Linked DNA regions of Triticum aestivum: region 1 is linked to region 2. Evidence: chromatin contacts called from public HiCAR-type data. All regions are on one chromosome and are shown on one strand. The core of a region is the stretch at or near the end of the contact, and the rest is flanking DNA. Distances in the headings are between cores, read along the strand shown. Region 1 holds the start of LOC123139697 (cytochrome c1 2, heme protein, mitochondrial). Region 2 holds the start of LOC123135007.

Evidence for each region. HiCAR-type assays count read pairs that join an accessible place to other places.
Region 1: a contact with region 2 is called in a HiCAR-type map of leaf, with 5 times the contacts expected there. The contact joins the promoter of LOC123139697 here to the promoter of LOC123135007 in region 2. A contact is called at or near these places in 2 of 5 Hi-C or Micro-C datasets (leaf and an unstated tissue) and 1 of 1 datasets of contacts at active chromatin or transcription factors (leaf).

The regions. Positions count from the first base shown.
Region 1 is chr6B:703,474,277-703,479,719 of IWGSC CS RefSeq v2.1, reverse strand. LOC123139697 (cytochrome c1 2, heme protein, mitochondrial) reads right to left here and starts at 3,220. Exons shown (of 3, transcript XM_044559428.1): 1 at 2,939-3,220; 2 at 2,627-2,852; 3 at 2,215-2,532. The coding sequence starts at 2,994. The coding sequence ends at 2,383. It overlaps LOC123135010 (a long non-coding RNA gene), which reads left to right and starts at 4,050. Exons shown (of 4, transcript XR_006465795.1): 1 at 4,050-4,222; 2 at 4,325-4,392; 3 at 4,508-4,580; 4 at 4,741-4,884. It also overlaps a transcript of LOC123139695 not described here.
Region 2 is chr6B:703,302,955-703,308,395 of IWGSC CS RefSeq v2.1, reverse strand. LOC123135007 reads right to left here and starts at 2,177. Exons shown (of 2, transcript XM_044554142.1): 1 at 1,907-2,177; 2 at 1,287-1,811. The coding sequence starts at 2,116. The coding sequence ends at 1,644. It overlaps LOC123135008, which reads right to left and starts at 201. Exons shown (of 3, transcript XM_044554143.1): 1 at 25-201. The coding sequence starts at 80.

The DNA of each region.
Region 1 (5,443 bases), core at 1,971-4,470, 170 kb before region 2:
ATTTCCTCTCTTTTCTTTTGGCTTTACTAACTGCAAAACAATATGATGACCAACCCTTCATCATTGCACTTAGGCCCTGTTTGGCAGAACTCCACTCCACCTTCTTGCAGCTCCAGAGATAATATTGTTGAATTTTGCCACATGCTTAATGAAGTTACCACCTCATTTGCAGGCAGCTGATGCAAGTATGACACCTTCAAATTATGCATATTTTCATGGGCAGAAAAACAGATCGAGTTCTTTCAACGTGGATGAACTTTGCAGTGATAATTTACCTTGTTCAGACACTACTCCAACCAAGTCAAGGATGCGCTGGACACCTGAGCTCCATGAGAAGTTTGTTGACGCCGTTGACAAGCTTGGTGGAAGTGAAAGTATGATCATTGATGCTTTCTTGCGCTTTTTTGAATGTAGTTTTTTTACGCTTTATTTTTCTGCTAATCGTGCTTTGTTCACTGATGAAATTTATGGGGTAATGTATCCTTTTAAACCAGAAATATTAACATGTGTCTGTCTGTACAGTCATGTTGGTCTTTGTTGTGCTCTTTTTGCTAGACATTTTCATTTATCTAATTCTAAGCCCTCTTCCTGCAGAAGCAACTCCAAAAGCAGTCCAGAAAGTTATGAAGGTTGAAGGGCTAACTATATACCATGTAAAAAGCCATCTACAGGTCTACATTTGTTCCTTCTGAGTTATCAGTGAGCTTTTTTATTATTTCTTCTGTATTTTCCTGATGGCCGCGGGTTATTCTTTTGCAGAAGTATCGTACAGTTCGCCATCAATCTGAATCATCTGATGGTTTGTGTGTCTCTCTATGTCGCAACGCTGGTTTAATGTCATCATTGCAAAACAGACACTGACTATCATATAGCAAACTAGGATACTTCAGTGACTTGTTTCTTTACCATTATTATTGTTTTTAGTTTTTTACATTATGTTATTTATGTCTAGCCTCTAGTTAAATTTAAAGAAAATTATTGAAATGTAGGATTTCATGCTTACTTATAATTTCTGTATTTTAGCAGGCACTTCAGCGGAGAGAAGCAGCCACATGGATGAAGTTTGCTCCCAGAACATGAAGTGAGATAATCTTTATACCTGATATATCCTTGCTTTTATTACTATTGTAAAGACCGTCTTGACGTAAATTTATATCTTTGCTTTTTATTACTGTTGTAAAGACTGCCTTGACGTAAATTTATGTTGTATATATGTACCACCTGTGCACCAACCTGGAAGATACGTATGCCATCAGTAACCTATTTTAGCTTCAGACGTATTTCAAAGACATCCATGAAATGGTGCAATGCCCGGTCCACAGTAAAGTTTTTTTTTTTTTTTGTGTGTGTGTGTGCGAGTTCCAGAGTTCTAATTATTCACTTTACGCTTGGTGCAGACACATGGAGGCTAGTGAAGGGCTAAGAACTCAGATTGGCTTGCAGAAGCAACTTCATGCACAGCTTGAGGTATGCATATTTTCACTCCTTGGACCTGGCAAGAAAAGGCGTGCGAACTCCCCATCTATTTTAGTAACGTGGGTTCTCTGTTCTTTTATTTTTCCCTCTCCACAGCTCCAAAGAAAGATGCAGCTGCAGGTAGAAGAACACAGCAAGTACCTGGAGATGGTGATCGCGAGGCAGGGCGAGAGCCTAAAGCAGCTCGGCGCGCTACCAAGGTTCCAGCATTCGAACGTGCAGGCTGTGGATCACAAGGAAGCATACAGAGAACAAACAGCAGACACTGATTCGGCCGAAATGAGCCATCGGGAGAAGGAATGACCGCTTCTGATCATTGCCTCGGGATCGCAAACAAACGGAGCTGATTAGATCGAGACAAGAGTAGCTCAGAAAATGAGGATCATAGCCTAATCTAATTTTTGTCTCGGGTGATCTTTTTCAGGCACTGTAATTATTGTTGGCTGACTTTGCTACATAGATGTTTGATTTGGAACGCCGAACATTTCTTTCTTGATACCAAACAATGGTCAAATTTTAGTTTATGTATGTTTCGTCGACGGCAGTGCCGCCATACATGGCTGACCTGTTTTTCACCTTTGATCTGATGGTGCTCACTGGTTAGGAGGCTTTGTTGTGTTTACCTCTCTGCAGCTCCTGACATCTCCCTGTACTGCAAACCTGTCATGAATGATATCGCCATTATTGTCACAGCATATAGGCTGCTGCTCACGGCCTGTCTGGAACGCATGAGTTGAATTTAACTTGGAACGGCTGCACAGGAGTGCTTTATTTCGATGCTACTTGATCCAGCACAAGGTGCAATGTGATGTGATTTATACATATGTTACAGACATACATCTTGGACACAGAGATGAGGCAAGCTTGGGCATAGCAGGTCGTGTCACTGAAGATGGGTCCATCCCATCAAGCTGCCTGGAAAGCCTGGGCAAACTGCAGCCAGACGGGGCTCTTCTTGAGCTCCTGGCACGCCGCGGCGCCGCCGGCGAGCATCGCCCTAACGGGCGTCGCCGCCGTCCCGGCGGAGTACAGGTTGCACCGCAGCCCGCCCTGGATCTGTTCAGAAGAACGTACAGTGTGAAACACATACTGTACTAGTCATTGTAGATGCCAGAATGGTGATGCAGCAGCAGCGAGATAGTGCGCTTACTCTTGTGGCGACGGTGGCGAGGTCCGGCGTCTGCGCGGCGGCGGCGCCATGGAGCGGCGTCGTCGTCATCCCGGCCGGCCGCGCCTCCTCGGCGACGAGGATCTCGGCCGTCCTGGCCACCGCGTCCTGGCCCGGCACCGCGGCTCCCCGGAGGCCGGCGTAGGGGAGCGCGGAGTGGCACGCCGCGCAGTCGCTCTGCATGAACACCTTGGCCCCGCGCTGCGCCCTGCGAGTCCATCACAACCAGCCAGCAATCAGCCCCCCACGAGATGTTCAGAAGAAGAGCTCAGTGAGCGTTGGTGGCGTGCTTACGCGTCGCTCGGCCACGGGTAGACCGGGCACGCTACCCCCGTCGGCGCGGCCGCCATTGGAACGTTCGCCTGACCTGAGCTCCGGCGCAAGTGCGTCTGTGCGTGTGGCCGCCGGCGTGGTTGGAGGTGGATAGCGTGTCTGCGAGCGGGCGCTGCTGCGGCGGCTCACTCTGCAGATAAGTGTGGTGTGGTGTGGTGTGGTGAGTGGGTCGTCGGGACGGTGGGAGTGTGGCGGAGCGCGCTGGGTTCTGGATTGGGGCGACGTGTACGCACACTGCTCGCTACGCTACGCCATGGGGAAGGCGCCTTTCTGCTACGGGAAAAAGCCGTTTTCTTCTTCTCAATGCGGGTTGCAAGAGCATTGCCGAGCATATAGTACCGAAAACTTCTCTTCTGTGGAAGAATTAAAGCCATCACGTTGGTGTGCACGACTTTGTACCTGGTAGATACCCAATCCGTCCCAAAATAAGTGTCTCATTACTACTTGATTTGTTAAAACGTTACATGTCCCATCTTCAACATAAACAGGGTAAAGTCCATGGCACGGAAGAAGTAGGTTGGAAATCAATATGTCGTGAAAAGTCCCCACGTAGGGTTGTGCAAATCACATCCGAACCAGACTCGGCGGTGCCATATTTGCCTTAAAATCTAGGCTCACGACGGTGCCATTAATTAGAAAACAAACTATCATTATCGCCGTTCCAACTAGGTACAGAGGTCTTTCTTGGATCCAAAATAAAACAGCGAGCCAACATAAATTATAGAGTAAATTCTGGTTTTTACCCTCTATTCTGACATTTTTGACACTAATTACCCTATTTAGCGAGATTTTGTCCGTTTTACCCCATTTAGCAAAAGTTCTGCCAGAATTTACCCTGTTTAGCGAGATTTTGTGTTCTGGCCGACAAGTTTCAATTGTCTGGTCCAGCTGGCATGCCACATCAATGGTTTTTTATTGCCTATTTTTCTCCCTGCCGAACCAGTCCTCGTAGCTTCTACCGACCAGGACAGCCTGATGGTGATCACTCGCATCGCGTCCAACGCACAACGTGCGAGTCGGCCGAGCGGCGAGCGCCATGCTCGCCTCTACTCGGTTCTCGCTTGCGTTGCTCGCCCCCAATCGTTGCTCAGGATTGTCAAGCAGTGGCGACGATGACGGCGACGGTGGCGGGTGCTGAGGTCCTGGCCATGCGCTTTCATACCTCCTCGGGCCGGGCTGTATGGCCACAACATCATGGCAAGAAATGACCTCGTGGAATCCGATGGTCCCGTCAAGTTCGCTGACGTCGGCGTAGTCCTCTGAATTTGATATACTTAAAAAACTAATCATGTATGTGACCGCATCAGGTTGTGCTTAGTTCTTCTTCCTACTTTGGCGACATAGCAGGGACCCTATTAGTCTGTGCTCAGTTGATGGCGGTTCTATGGCGACGTCTGGTCCAACAAATCAGCGAGGTTGGTGAACAAACAAGCCCTCTCAGTCATACCCCATTCCACATGATTTTGACCATCTCTATTACAGCAATTTGTGTATTCTAAAATTTTCCTGACTCATGCATTTGCTGGTTAGGCGTTTAATTCGGACAAAATTAAGATGCTTATTAGAAGATCATGTCTATATATATCACCCTTCTGTAATTGAGGTACATTGATTTAAAGTGTTTTTCAACATTTTGAATATTGGAATTCTTTTACTTCTTCAGTTTGATAAACCTTTATCAGAATATATTTTAGAGTAACCTAGATCTCCTTCAGTGGTTGTAAGGCGCATAGATGGAGGATGATTTTTGTGGTTTGTGACAGCTCCTGGAAGTGATGGAGGACAAGATGATGTTAGCATCCTAGATGGAGAGCTTTGCAAGGTGTAGGAGCTAAGAAAGGTGAAGACTGACAAGGTGTATGTGCCACTGCTACTGTTTGGTGTATTCTGAAGCTTCTGCAGTTGTGAACTAGTGAAGCTATCTATATATGTGATGTTATTCAGCTGTACTATAAGGTCCTGGTGCTATCTATAAATGGGAAGCATCATTCAACCTGTTTTCAACATGTGAACCCGGAGCAATCTGTAGTCTATATTAATAAATTTTGATAGTAGTGTATTTCCATGATCTGTTGCAAATAATAGGAGAATGATCTGATTTATAAATAATAGGAGAATACCATCAACTCCAAAAATATCAAACATGGTAACACAATTGGACCAGCGTGTCAGAATGCTTATAAAATATTAAACTGGGTAAACTGTGGCAACACTTTTGCTCAATTGGGTAAAACGGATGAAATCTCGCTAAACGGGGTAATTATTGTCAAAAATGTAAAAATAGGGGGTAAAAACCGGAATTTACTCTAAATTATACCAGGCAAATATGCAATGGCAAATATGTTGTTGTTGCACTTGAATGTGGGACTGCACTGGTAATAGATGATCTTGATTCAAACCCAAAGGATCCTATAGTTGCGAATGCAAATATGCAGTTGTTGCACTCGGAATGTGCACCCCAATTTC
Region 2 (5,441 bases), core at 928-3,427:
GTTTGCTGTGTGCTCAGTGCTCACCCGTCCTGCGGCGCCCATGAGTAGGCCGCCGGGCAGGCCGCCGCCGGTGAAGCCATTGCCGTGGTTGGTGCCGGAGCTAGTGCCACTACTATAGTTTTGGTTCCGCTGCTGGTTGTGATTTGCGTGTACGAGTAGGTTTTGTGTGGGTCTGCTGGAGCTCGAGCTGTATATATGCTGAGCTCGTGCTGCTTTATAAACTGTTATCTGCAGGCTCGATCCGATCCATCTAGATCTGCAGGGTTCATATACTAATCAGCGTGCAAGTCGCGTGCATGCATATATTAACATCTGTCAGAACTCAGAAGAGTGGCGATGCATGCATTGGATGTGCTCGGTATGAGAGGAGTATATAAAATCCATCTAGGTCGTCGGTTGGGGAGTGGTTGTCTGTCTTGGAGGATGCATACATGCATGCCACTTGCTACACGTAGTAGTCAAGACAAAAGATTAAGATCCAGTCACCCGATCAGGATGCATCCTTGCGCCCCTACCAAAAGGTCAAAACATCTTTTTGCGTGCGTGCATGTGCTTCGGTCCACTGTGAAAACCAGCTGTCCAAGTGAGATTTACCACGCGAACCAATCCATGGTTGGATGGTTAGAGAGATAGTAGTATCTCACCCCACCAGGGTTTAAGTCATGATGCTTGCATTATTCTGGATTTATTTCAGGATTTTCGACGATGCGTCCCTACCGAAAGGTCAAAGCATCTTCTTGCGTGCGTGCATGTGCTTCGATCCACTGTGAAAACTAAGTTGTTCGAGTGAGATTTACCATGTTTTGACCTAGTTGTTCAAGGATTTCCGGTGCAGAATGCGTTTTATGCAAATGGGGGACTAGGAGTGTGTTTGGATAGCGCCTGTACTAGCCACGCCAAAGTTGGTTACGCCAAATTATTGGCGGAAAAATTTGCCGCCACGGGCTCGCCAGCGCGTGGGCGAAAAAAATAGACGAGTGGATAGGAAGTTAGTGCAGAATCAGGGAAGAGCAAACAAATTGGTTACAATCCAAAGGAAGGCCCATGCAGTTGGTCAACACCAATATGTTGGTAAGGCAGCTCACGATTGTAGTCCAAGCAGACCCTACATGTAAGGTAGCTCGATTTCAGTCGTGAGCTGCCTTCCGCATCCCCTACTTATTACACTATACTTTTGGAGAGCGCATATATTTCGCATCCCACTTGACTATGAACACTTGTAACTTTAATGGTAATTTTCTTATATGCTAAAATTAATGAGTTAAAAACACTAGACGTTAAAAACATATAGAAATTTGCGAGATGGCATCTTATTTTCACCTTCCAAGAGCACATACCGTCTGAAAAATTACATACAAATCTGACAAGTATACCCTCTTATTTTACTGGCACACAACAACACATTACGATACATTTTAGGAAAAAAAGACATCGACGAAACAACATGCAGCACTCTGAAACAAGACAAGCTTTTGACAAAACCAGAAAACGTAGCACCAATCTCCAAGTAACGATGAGCGGTGGATACATGCACGCTATATAGTCTGCACGGTAGAAGAAACCATCATCTCGCGAACTTTTGTCATCCAGAACACCATCTGCCGCGAGATGCACGGCCGGGCGCGGCGCCCGGCGGCGATCGATCAGAACTGGTAGACGTGCTTGTTCTTGGCCCAGGCGGCCCCGCCCTCCTCCTCCGCCTTGCGCTCCTCCGCCTCCCTGCGCTCGGCCTCCTTGGCCTGCTCCGCGCTGATCAATCCGATCACCTTGTCCGGCCTCTTCTCCCCTGTCGCCTTCTGGTACCTCCAGTCCTGCACACGCGTACAGGAAGCTAGCTAGCCAGTGAGCGTCGCAAACAAACCGTCAGAATCAGTAAGCTAAATCGTGTGCGCGATACGGTGCGTACGAGAACGCCCGCGGTGGCGATGGAGCCCATGTTGACGTACGTCGCCGGCAGGTCCATGTCCACCCCCCTCCCGCCGGCGTGCTCCCGCTGGTCGTGGCCGTGGCCGTGGCTGTGGTTGTGACCGTGGTCGTGGCCATGCTGCTTCTCCTCCCCCTCCTTGTCCTCCTCCTTGTGGCGAGGCAGGTGCAGGGGGCTCCTCTCCTCTGCCATGGCTGGATGCTCTCCTTTTCTTCTCCTGATTAAGAATTGCACGGCGTGTACGACGACTCAAGCGGGTTTTATATATAGTCGTAGAGCTTAGGTGAAGGATATATGTCACCTACTCAAATTTATGAACGATTTAATTATATCGATAGTATGATTGTGTGGCCTACACGTGTGGATATACGTTGCCATCTGAGTGATGAAGGGTTTGTTTTCTGTCGCTCGCCGCAGATATCTGCTACATATCGCCGACGATGGTGACGTCGCGCCCTCTCTAGACTCCAGACCAGCCGAATGGGGAAGTGTTTACCTGGCCGTCGACGAGCCAGCAAAGCGCCGGTGAACTACAGCTACTCAATCATATATTGTATTCTATTCTATGAAGTATACAGCATCAGTGACACTGTCCTGGATTGGGTGTGCACGCCACATTGGCCTGACATTTATGGACCGGGCCGAGGACCCGTCCCCAATTCAAGAAGGAAGTGTTTGTGTGGTCGTCGACGAGCCAGCCAAGCACCTAATGTCATGTATAGGCGATAAATCAGGGGGTCATTCCCAGCTAGAACATGTGCATGTATATGCTCAATAATGGTGTTATATACTCCCTTCATTTGAAAATAAGTGTCTCAAATTTGCATGTATATGCTCAATAATGGTGTTACATACTCCCTTCGTCTCAAAATAAGTATGTCAAATTTGTAATAATAGTTGTATTAAAAGTTAAGACACTTACTTTGGAACATTACACTCATCTATATGTGGTCGCTACTCACTCCGACGGAGGCCAGGGAGCATTTAGTTACCGGATCTATTCGATGGAAGACGGTAGCACGGGCTATCTTCAACCGGTTTGGATGTTGATCATGTAATAGGATAGGTGTTTAGTTTTCTATCTTATGTTTTGTCTGCCGGTTGTGGCTATCCTATTTTTACATTCATTCTCTTTGTGAGCATTTTTTCTTTTTGTTTGAGACCTCAAGACTTATGTTGGACCTTTTGGTTATCAATAATATAGCCGTATGCATCGCTCTGATGCAGAGGCCGGACAAACCCCCTTTCTATAAAAAACTTATTTTGATACGGAGGGATTTCACCGGAGCCAGGAAAGTTGCCACCGGAACTGAAACTTTGGGGTAATAAAACTGTTACTTTTTTGGTTAGGGAATAAAACTGTTACTTTTGCTGTTTTGCAGCCCTTCAAGGTGTAGCTCGTCGATCGTTTATTTACTTATGATGAAATTGCCAACGCCCGCTAAAATGGCAGCAGAAAAAAGCAAAGTTGACATCAAAATCGCCAAACTCTTCTGCTTGCTGTTCAGCAAATGCAACACCTGAAGTTAGTGGGAGATGCCTATGACGCGATTTGTGGTTAATTTTATCTGAACTTTCGACTGTTGGCCACCTGCTTGCTGATGTTTCCGATCCACCAATCGATGGGGTTGCTGAATACTGATTCTCCACCACCTTCGGTTTCCTGCAATATGTTCCAAAAGTAGGAAGTAACCTGAAGCTTTGGGGCCCGAGGTGACAACTTTGGTGAGCTCGATCGTATACATACATCCGGGCAGGGATGGAGAGGCGGTAGTGACAAGTCCGGGACGTCGAGCTGCTTCCTGGGAAAACTGTTTTGGTGCTGCGTGCTTGTGCTGCTTGGCTACAAATTAGGGGCGCGGACACGTCTCGCCTCCTAACCCTAACCCGCCGCCGCCGCCACAACTACTGCCGCCGCCTCGGTCCCCCTCCTCTTTCCCGTCCGGCGGCCTTGTCGGCGGCAAGAGGAGTGGGGACCCGTCCGTCTTGTTTTATTTTTCTTAGGTTTTTGTTTCTTCGGCGGCATCGACGAGGTGGTGGCGATGATGACGTGTTGGAATAAAGTCTTTCCGGTCTATCTCTACCTCGACGATGTCCGATCCGGCGCCGGCGAAGGGCCTGTGAGAGTTTGTGTCCCCAGATCGGTTGGTTCCCTTCAGATCTTGGCAGTTTGTGTGTCTTTCAAGGAGTTGTCTTTCAAGGAGTACTTTTGGCTGGCGTTTGGTGTGGCGACCACGACATCTTCTTCTGTGTTGTTCTGTGGCTTAACCCGATTTCTCCAACCCTCTGATCTCGTGGTGGTGGATTGCAAGCTTGTTCTGCTTGGGGTGATGCTCCAGCCGATGCTGCTTCAACGACTTTTAGATCTCGTCTCAAGGGGCGAGTGGCTATTGCGGTCTTCAAAGCCTTGTATGGCGAGGGCACTTGCAGGTGTTGCTTTTCTTTGCTATTGGTTCAGTGCAATTTTCAATCACCGGCGGGCAGCGTACAATCAGAGGAAGAAGAAGACTAGTATGCTTTTTATTGTAATTTTATTTTTTACTGGTCGTTCTACGTCCAGTTGTCTATCCAGTGTACTGGCCTTTGTTTTCCTCGATGATAATCAGATTTAAGATGCCCTTTGGGTGTCTTTATTCAAAAAAAAAATAGGGGCGCGTACACATGCCAACTAAAAAAAATACTCATGGCCACATATGCATGCATTGAAATTTATAATGCCCAATACACATAAATAGAGTGAATTGCAAAAAACCACCACATTTGGGGCTTCATCTGTGGAAAACCACCAGGTCGGTAATCATTTGCAAAAATCACCGCGTATTCAGTAAACATTTTGTAGTTTGCACTGAACAGGTGATTTAGCCCATTTAATCATTTTCTGACATGTGGGGCCGGACTGTAAGGAGCTGACTTGGCAAAAAATTTACACACACATCCCTCGATCTAAAAACAGAAAAGCAATCCAGCCCTTGCTCCCGGCTGGTTGTCGTCGGCTGCCTCCCTGCAGCTGCTGAGTGCCGTTGTTGCTGTTCATCGCTGCGTGCTGCTGCTCGCCGCCGCAGTTCCCCGCCGCTGTGGCTGCCTGCAAATGTTGATGCTCGCCGTTGCAAGTCCTCGCCACGGCGACTGCTCGCCGCTGCGCCCCGCGGCTGCTGCTGCTCGCGGCAGCTGCTGCACGCCGCAGCGGGAGGTGTAGGAGGAGGGGAGAAGGCGCCGGAGACGGGCGGCGCTGCTGCCGACGGCGGCCTAAGTGCTTGGAGGTTCGCCCGCGTCCACGGCGTCGAACGGCGCTGGGCATCCCTGGCAGAAGGGCCGAGGCGCGGCCACGGCATCCTGGCCGAAGCCGCCGTGGCTTGAAGGCCGAGGCGCGGCCACGGCATACCGGCGGAAGCCGCTGTGGCTTGAAGGCCGAGGCGCGGCCACGGCATCCCGGCGGAAGCCGTCGTGGCTTGAAGGCCGAGCTCCTTGCGGCCGCCTCCGCGAAGTCCACGCCGCGGACGCTACACAGGAACTCCAG